Regions from separate parts of the Mus musculus genome. Here all the other regions are linked to region 3. The links are chromatin contacts, called in public promoter capture Hi-C maps. All regions are on one chromosome and are shown on one strand. Each heading gives the region's core, a stretch centred on a gene start, on an enhancer-like site or on the middle of the called end of the contact. The rest is flanking DNA. Distances are from core to core; before and after follow the strand shown.

Region 1 (2,700 bases), core at 1-2,500, 910 kb after region 3:
ATGATTTATAGTACCATCATATACAATATAATACCTTTTCTGTTTTATTTCTTTTTTCCTTTTCCTTCTCCCTCTTCCCACTGACATTTCTCTGTGGTTCTAGCTGTCCTTAAACTCCCTTTATGTACCAGGGTGGCAAGGAACTCCCAGATCCAATTGCCTCAGTTTCCTAAGTGTAGGCATTAAAGGCTTGTGATTAAAGGATTAAAGGGTTATAGGATACAGGGATTAAAGGATTAAAAACTGGTTTATAATGTCCTTTCTAACTGTGAACTGTAGCAGATGTGCAACTTGGTTATCATGTTGGTCCCCTAACAACTGGAGCAGAGGCTGTCTCTGACTCTGTTGACTGCCTTTGGATCCCCTTTCCCTAACTGGGCTGCCTTGTCTAGCCTCAATAGCCTCAGTGCAGTGCCTAATCCCACTGCATCTTGATATGCCAAGGAGGGTGGATATCCACAGGAGGCTTTCCCTTCTCTGAGGATAAAGAGAGGAAGGTGTAGGATAGGGGGAGGAAGGTAGTGGAGGAGTGAGAGACTAGAAGGAGAGGAAGAAGTGATGACAATCACTTCTAGTTATATTTACAACTATATCTACGAAACTCGCAACAAATATACGCTGAGATTCAGTTACATTTCCAGCCATTCCTTTCATGAGTAATAGCTAAAAGCTCTCTGGGGATGTTAAGTCACCAAGTATGTCCTGGGTATAACAGTGGAGTTAGCATGGATGTAAGTAAATTTAAAGAGCTTTATCCTTTATCTCAACAAAGAGAACTGGTTTGCAAACTTCAGTAGATAAACTAAAATATTCTACTATTCTACTATTTTGAATATTTTGGCAATCATTTGGTCAATGAAAAACACATCAGGATTATTTCAGTTTATATGCACTAAAATATATCGAGCCAGCTTACTTATGAACACCAGAAAAACTGATCACGCCCTGCTCTCTTCCGGCCCCTTCCCAGCCCCGTAGCTCCTTTGACTTGGGAGGTTTCTGAGCTATGGTTCCAGCTGCTGTGCTGCTGACTCTCCCAAGATGCCCCGCGCGGCACACGGCTGGCCGGCGTTTTACCTTCCCCTAAATTCCTCCCCGTTCTGCTATCCCAGGTCTACACTACGCGATTCCCTACGGTGCAGGGCCGTGAGCTCTGGACGTGAACAGGTCGTTAACACTTTTGGCTTTGGTTCTCAACTTACCTGGCTTCACTCACCTAGTTTCCCAGCTTCCGCTCACGTCACTCCTCTAACTCCTCCCACTCAACACTTTTCTACACTTCCTGGTAACGTCCAATGTGCTTGCACCCTCCGTTTCCGGGTGAGTGGCCCTGCCCCGCGGAGACCCGTCCCTCCCACTTTGTCTCTGGCTGCCTTCCACACAGGCCCAGCTGTCAGCTCGCCCAGCCTCCCCTCATGCTTGCTGCTAGCTAGACCAGAAGTGGATCTGGTAGGACTTTGCACCCCGATATCTGACCCCCATAGTGAGTTCAGAACCATTTAGATAAATGACCGGAAGCCTAACACCTCCTGGACTTCCAGCCGCTGGAATACATACTTTGTACCAAACAACAACAACACAGGCTAAATTCAGAAGCCCAAGTCCCATCCCCAAAACACAAACATGAGAAGCCAAAAGCAAATCCTAAAATTTTGACTTGGGAGAGACTTTTAAAGAACTTGGAATTTGAAAAGAAATAGGTGTCTCAAGAATTCAGTGGCTCTTTGCTATCCGCCCAGGGCCGAATTCATCCTGTGCTGTACTGATGTTACCACTAGATGGCGGTCTGTCATTTTACTAACTCAGAAAGGAGTTAGTCTTGTGATTTATGCTTAAAGTGAGAAAAACCAATTCTTTCTTTCTTTCTTTCTTTCTTTCTTTCTTTCTTTCTTTCTTTCTTTCTTTCTTTCTTTCTTTCTTTCTTTCTTTCTTCCTTCCTTCCTTCCTTCCTTCCTTCCTTCCTTCTCTCCTCCCTTCCTTCCACCCCTCTATTTATTTATTTATTTATTTATCTATTTATCTCTTTCTCTCTTCCTCCCTCCCTCCCTCCCTCCCTTTTTTCTGGAGTGTTGAATGCAGAGACCTTAACTTGCACAGATGCAAAAAATAAGGTATATGGTTCTAGTCTTAATATAGTCAGTTACTAGTTAGTTCATCTAGCTTGGTGAACACCAAAGAAGAGGTGGTTAGGATATAAGAAGGAAAAGAGGAGAGGATGGGCTAAGACACACTATTCTCTAGACTCCATACAATTATTGTAATCAGTAACCAACAGCAGCTGTCTTTATGTTCACTGGCCTCACACAAGACCACAGTCATTCTAGGAACTGGAACAGCTCACTTTACCTCCCAGAGGTTGGCTATGGATAGATTGTAGGAGAATAATCACTACCTTTAGTTGTCATCTTGTGCTGAGCACATCAGGCTCCAACACATAGCTCCTATCTTACTGGGTCCCTGGCAATATGAATAGAGATGAACACAATCGAGAGGTTTGTTGGAATTGTAAATCAGAAGAGCAGAGTTTTAGGAGTGGAATATGTACTTTATATCAAAAGTATACCAAAATATTGGGCAATACTTGATGTGGACATACAAATGCAATATGCAAGTGTGAAATAGCTAATAATAGAAAACTTGGGGGAGGTCATTCATTCACTCACTCATTCATTTGAGAAAGGTTTTCTTTGTGTAACACAA
Region 2 (2,771 bases), core at 243-2,742, 830 kb before region 3:
TCTAGTTTGTTAGTTGGGCTAACTGACCATCAACTTCCTGAGACATCTATTTCCTTTCAAAATCCCGAGTTCTTCAAATGTCTTCCCCCAAGTTAAAATTTTAGATGTTTGGCTGGTAATAGTGAAGGTCTGTGAGAGAAGGATGCAGATGGCTTTTCAGTGTCACTCCAATTTGCATAGTTATGAAAATAATTACCCAGCTTCCCAGTAAAGCTCTCCAGATTGAGTTGTTAATGTCTAAAATTTAAATTATTTCATATAAGTGTTGGATGCACAGTTTAAATTTCACTTCTGCCTTTAAACAGTGCTACTTGTGTATTTTCTTTTAATTCATCATTTCCTTTGACTGAGACATCCCGCTCCCGTACTTTGTCTTCAAGCCTGATATTCTGTCTCCTACCTGTTCTGAGTTATTATTAGACATTGCAGTTTTGATTTCTTGCTTCACTTCAGTTTGGACTTTTTCGATGTTTCTAGCTACTTATTGAATTCAATCTTCATATCTTAAGTCGTCCTCATTTCCATCAGCATTTGCTATCTGCCCCCTCCCCCCAACAAATCATTTTGTTCCTGTCTTTTTTTAGTTCATTTACATGCTCAACCTGCTTTGTTCTCCTTGAATTTGACTCTTGGTTTTTGAGCTATGTATCTTTAAGATACCACTTACAGTGTTTTCCTTAAAGGACACAGCTATAGTTTTTTTTTGTTTTGTTTTGTTTTGTTTTGGGTTTTTTGTTTGTTTGTTTGTTTGTTTGTTTGTCTGTTTTAGGTCAAGGGCATTTTAACCTTAGGTTTACTATAATGTTGGGAGCGGAACAAAAGTCAGAATTTAGGGTGTCGGCTGATTCCTTTTTGCTGTAGTCCAGAAGGCTAGTATCTCAAGATGAAAAGTTAGGCAGAATAACTTCTATCTGAAGACTTCAGAAGCCACGGTCTGGGTCAGACCTGGGTGCAGCGGACTAGATCCAGTTCTGGTCTAGCTGTCAGCAAGCCTGGTAGGTGGGTGGGTGGGACTGTGCTGAGCGTGTGCAGCGCAGCCTGACAGCTAGAGCTGTGTGACAGGCTGTCCAATACTGACTAGGAGGGACCTGCCTCCGCGGAGCGGGGATACTCGCCTGATCAGAAGGCGAGGAAGTTTTTAAAAACGAAAACAATCGGATAGACTTGGAAAAAAAGAAAGAAAGAAAGAAAGAAAGAAAGAAAGAAAGAAAGAAAGAAAGAAAGAAAGAAAGAAAGAAAGAAAGAAAGAAAGAAAGAAAGAAAGAAAGAAAGAAAGAAAGAAAGAAAGAAAGAAAGAAAGAAAGAAAGAAAGAAAGAAAGAAAGAAAGAGAAGAGCTTGGGAGGGGTGGGCTTACAAAAAAAAAAAAAAAAAAAAAAAAAACCCTCACGTAACCGGAACCAGCGTGTGGTGGGCGGAGCTAGGGCGGTGCTCCAAGGAGCCTGCACAGAGTGACAGAAAAATTCACCATTCACTGAGGGACCGGGGAAGCTGCGAGGTCCGGAATCCGGGGTGGAGGACACGGGCTTCTCTAGGAGGGCGTGAAAATTCCAGGCATCCACAGGTGCCGCGAGAGGAGTCCTGAGAAAGTCATTAGTCAACAGCGCTGTAGCTTGAGCCTCAGCCCGGCAGCCATAGAACGCCCAGGTCAGAGGAGCCGCGGGGCTGGGAAACGGGCGGGAGCAAGGGTGGAGGCTGCTCAAAGGAAGCCGCTCTCACAATTCTGTAGTAGATAATCTTTTAACCATGGATAGCCTACCATTGTCGGGAAGATTGAAATCATATGAACAGGGGTTTATCGTCATTTTTGCATTTATCTTATGCTGGCCAGAATATTTTCATAAAATAATCTGCTAGAGCATTTGCATCATCTGTTGTCTGCAAGCAGGCTTCTCATTGCTTTGTAATAGTTACAAAGCTGCTGGAATTTAAATTCATGCATGCTTTTTTCTAACTTCTGTGTTCTACTACTTGCCTATTTCAGAGATTGTCCTTTGCCCCTGGGACTAAGCACAGCAGAAAGCTTTGTAGATACTAGTCGCATGAAGAACCAGTGCAGATTTGATAGAATCAGAATATACACTGTGACAGAGCAAAACAGTGTAGCGGTTCCTCCATCTTGTTGTATTCCTGCTGAGACCGTTTCCAGGGTTAACTAAAAAATTATTTTCTTGATGGAGAATCCCATGAAAAAAACGACCCAACTCTATTCTAGGTCAGGATGTCCTAGCTAACCTACCATACTTAGCCATTGATTAAAGTTTTTGAGTAACCTCTTCCAGTCAACCTTAGATCCTAGCTGCTGGTGTGCTGGAACCTCCCATCAGGATGGCTAACCTCCTATTTTAGCTACTGTTAAAAACTGCTTGCTTCAAACTACTTACTCTGCAGAATGGCCCCAGCAGCTGCTATGCAAGATGCCTGGATGAGGTCCCTGCCCTTAAAACCCCTATGTTTTGGACATTCACAGAAACACTTAGGTCCCTGAACACTTGGGTGTGGTCTCAACCGGCTGGAATAAAGACTTTGAGTGGGCTATAAACTGTTTGAGTGGTCATCTCTGGCCAGCTACCCATAGCAGTACTTTATTAAATGCCAAAGTTACTGCTGTAAACATTAATGTTTACTAAGCAAATTTTACTCCCTGTTAATTTTCTGTCTTGAGATGTAAGCACTCTATAAATACAGTATTTGGAGTGTAAATACACAATTCAGAAATGTGTAATCATGATTTTATAGTCAGCAAACTCAGTTTAGATTAAAACTAAAATTA
Region 3 (2,700 bases), core at 53-2,552:
CTGTTAGAGCTGTCTCCTGAGAGGCTGTGCCAGTGCCTGACAAATATACAGGTAGATCCTCGAAGTCAACCCCTGGACTGAGCACAGGGTCCCCAATGGAGGAGCTACCGAAAGGACCCAAGGAGCTGAAAGAGCTTGCAGCCCCATAGGAGAAACAATATGAACTAACCAGTATCCCGAGAGCTCCCAGAGACTAAACCACCAACCAAAGAGAACATACACATGGTGAGACTCAAGGTTCCAGCTGCATATGTAGCAGAGGATGGCCTAGTTGGTCATCAATGGGAGATGAGGCCCTTGGTCCTATGAAGGTTCTATGCCCCTGTGTAGGGGAATGCCAGGGCCAGGAAGTGGGAGTGGGTGGGTTGGGGAGCAGGGGGTGAGGCGGTGTATTCGGAGGAGAAACCAGGAAAAGGGATAACATGTGAAATATACATAAAGAAAATATCTAGTAAAAATTAGGCAATTTAAAAAATAAATCAGCATATGAAGACGCATTTCTGAATGCTTTACTTACATCCTAAACTGCATACAACTCAGACGAATAATTCATGGGCAATAAAAAGTATGCTTAGTAAATAGTAATGTTTACAATCATAGCCGTAGCATAACACAAAGTATATTTTCTCGTTCAAAAAAGTGTGCACTGGTTCTTCATATGATTACTATATACACAAAGTTCTACATAGCAGGGTAAAACGTATCCTCTTGAATAAGCAATTAGTAAAACACAGGAGTTAGAAAATATGAATAAATTTACATTCCGTAAGCTTTGTGATTGACACAATAGCAAACAGCAGATAATACAACTGGTCTATCATTTTTAATGAGTTATTTTACGACTGAATATTCTGTTAACTGGAGGATAAATGAAAAAAAACCATGATAGACCAACTGTTCATAAGATCTCAACTTCCTGACAACTGTAAGAGATCCACATCAGAACTGTGAGAGCGGCGTCCATAAAAACAGCTGCGGAAGCCCCCCCCCCCCCCCCACCTCCCCGCTCCGCTCCCTCCCGTTTCCCAGCCCCGCAGCGCCTCTGACCTGGGACCTTCCAGGGCTGCGCTGCTGACTCTCCCAGGTCCGCAGCCACAAAACAGAGTCTGAGGAGCTTTCCGGTTTCCGAAGGAAACTGGGGCCGAAAAACCAGCGCTCAGTTCGAGTACACATGGATTACACAGGTAGCAAGGGGAGTGGTGGCTTTTCACGTCATTCTGGCCTGGACATTTGGAGCTGGCGACCTAGAAGAGAACGCAGCTGGACGGACTCTACCAACGTAATTAAGGAAGTGAAAGCGGCGGGCCTGAAGGCGTTAGCGCTGTCACGTGACCGGAACCGTGGTGTCCTGGGCGGGGCTAGGGGAGCCGCTCCAAAGATCGTGGCCAGAGACTGGGAACCGCGTCCCCTTAGGTACCTGTTGGAGCCAAGTTGTCTCTACTCCCACTGCGGGCGACTTACCCTGGCCTGGTTCTTTTCGAAGGCCGTAACTCTCCTCAGATGCGGTTTCCTGTGCTGACCTGGGAGAGTCAGCCATCAGCCGCGCAGCCGGGGGCACCGCAGCCCGGCGGCCCTGGAACCTTCCAGGTCAGAGGAGCTGCGGGGCTGGGAAATGGGCTGGAGCGGAGCAGGGGCTTGTTTTCTGCAGTTGCTCTTAAGGACGCCGCGCTCACAATTATGCTGTGGATTTTTATCATTGTCAGGAGGTTTGAGATCCTATGAACTGGGTGTATCGTGCTTTGTTTGTTTGTTTGTTTGTTTTCATTTATCTTATGGTTACCAGAATGATTTCCGAAAATAGTGTCGTAGAACATTTGCAGTACTGTAGTTTGCACACGGGGTTCTCTTTGTAACAGCAGTTACAAAGCTTCTCGAACTTAGATTTCTTAACTCCCTTGACCCATCATTTGCCTACTCAGGAGAGAGTGGCTTATGGCCTGGGAAATAGGCATCCTCAGAGGGCTTTGTAGGTAGAAGTAAAAAGAGGAACCAGGGCAGACTTGACTGACTCAGAAAGTAAGGGTCCAGACTTAACCAGGATGTGATTGGAAAGAGAGAGGTGGAGTTGGACAAAGGAAGAGAAGGGAAGAGAGAATAGGGGGCAAGAGAAGAAGCGGGAGCCAAGAAAGCACCTAGCCAAAGTTGTCTCCTTTGATACTGTTTGGTTTTGGATGCCAGGACAATGGACTGAGGTGCATATTTTAAATATCAAAGCAGACCTGACCTCAGGGTTCTACCAACCTGAGAGGCCCTGCCCTCAATCCTAACTTTTCAGCCCAGGGTCCTGGTTGCCCTTCCACTAGAGGTGCCTCCCTATATAATCCAAACGTTTTGGTCTCTATCTCTCTTCCTCCTCTTCTTCTTCCTCTTCCTCCTCTACTGTGGATGGGCCTGTTCTTGTGAACCAGTCCCCTAATGAATATAGGAGCCAATCACTGGGTGAGTACATGGGACTTTCAGGTTGGACATAGGAAGAGAGTAAACAAGAGAGAGTCGGGTCCTTTTGGAACCAAGACAGCATATGGGTAAGATGTAGCTGCTTGAGTGTCCCAGTATCATGGCAGATCCACAAGGATCAACCACTAGAAGAATAAGAGTACAAGGCTTACAAGATTAGGTTTTCAGGGTTGTGCCCAGAGATTGAGTTACTATTGTTTCTGAATTAAGTTTGTGTTGCATTATCCTTCACATAGTGGCTTG

What was found. Promoter capture Hi-C pulls out the DNA fragments that hold promoters and counts their contacts. Capture Hi-C pulls out chosen DNA fragments and counts their contacts.
Region 1: a promoter capture Hi-C map of adipose tissue shows a contact between it and region 3, with 3 times the contacts expected there. The contact joins the promoter of Zfp51 here to the promoter of Zfp758 in region 3. A contact is called at or near these places in 1 of 39 promoter capture datasets (pre-B cells), 1 of 115 datasets of contacts at active chromatin or transcription factors (large pre-B cells) and 2 of 9 other capture datasets (adipose tissue and liver).
Region 2: a contact with region 3 is called in a promoter capture Hi-C map of pre-B cells, with 14 times the contacts expected there. The contact joins the promoter of Zfp40 here to the promoter of Zfp758 in region 3. A contact is called at or near these places in 9 of 39 promoter capture datasets (the 3T3-L1 cell line, the C10 cell line, embryonic stem cells and 4 more), 7 of 484 Hi-C or Micro-C datasets (adipose-derived mesenchymal stem cells, bone marrow-derived macrophages, cerebral cortex and 2 more), 6 of 115 datasets of contacts at active chromatin or transcription factors (the SCID.adh cell line, astrocytes, embryonic stem cells and 3 more) and 4 of 9 other capture datasets (adipose tissue, embryonic stem cells, liver and 1 more).

What each region holds. Positions count from the first base shown.
Region 1 is chr17:21,448,924-21,451,623 of GRCm38.p6, reverse strand. Zfp51 (zinc finger protein 51) reads right to left here and starts at 1,250. Exons shown (of 5, transcript NM_009558.4): 1 at 1,203-1,250.
Region 2 is chr17:23,191,949-23,194,719 of GRCm38.p6, reverse strand. It overlaps Zfp40 (zinc finger protein 40), which reads left to right and starts at 1,492. Exons shown (of 6, transcript NM_009555.2): 1 at 1,492-1,645.
Region 3 is chr17:22,360,055-22,362,754 of GRCm38.p6, reverse strand. It overlaps Zfp758 (zinc finger protein 758), which reads right to left and starts at 1,302. Exons shown (of 3, transcript NM_001347330.1): 1 at 1,048-1,302. The coding sequence starts at 1,173. Zfp944 (zinc finger protein 944) reads left to right here and starts at 1,355. Exons shown (of 6, transcript NM_176962.4): 1 at 1,355-1,587.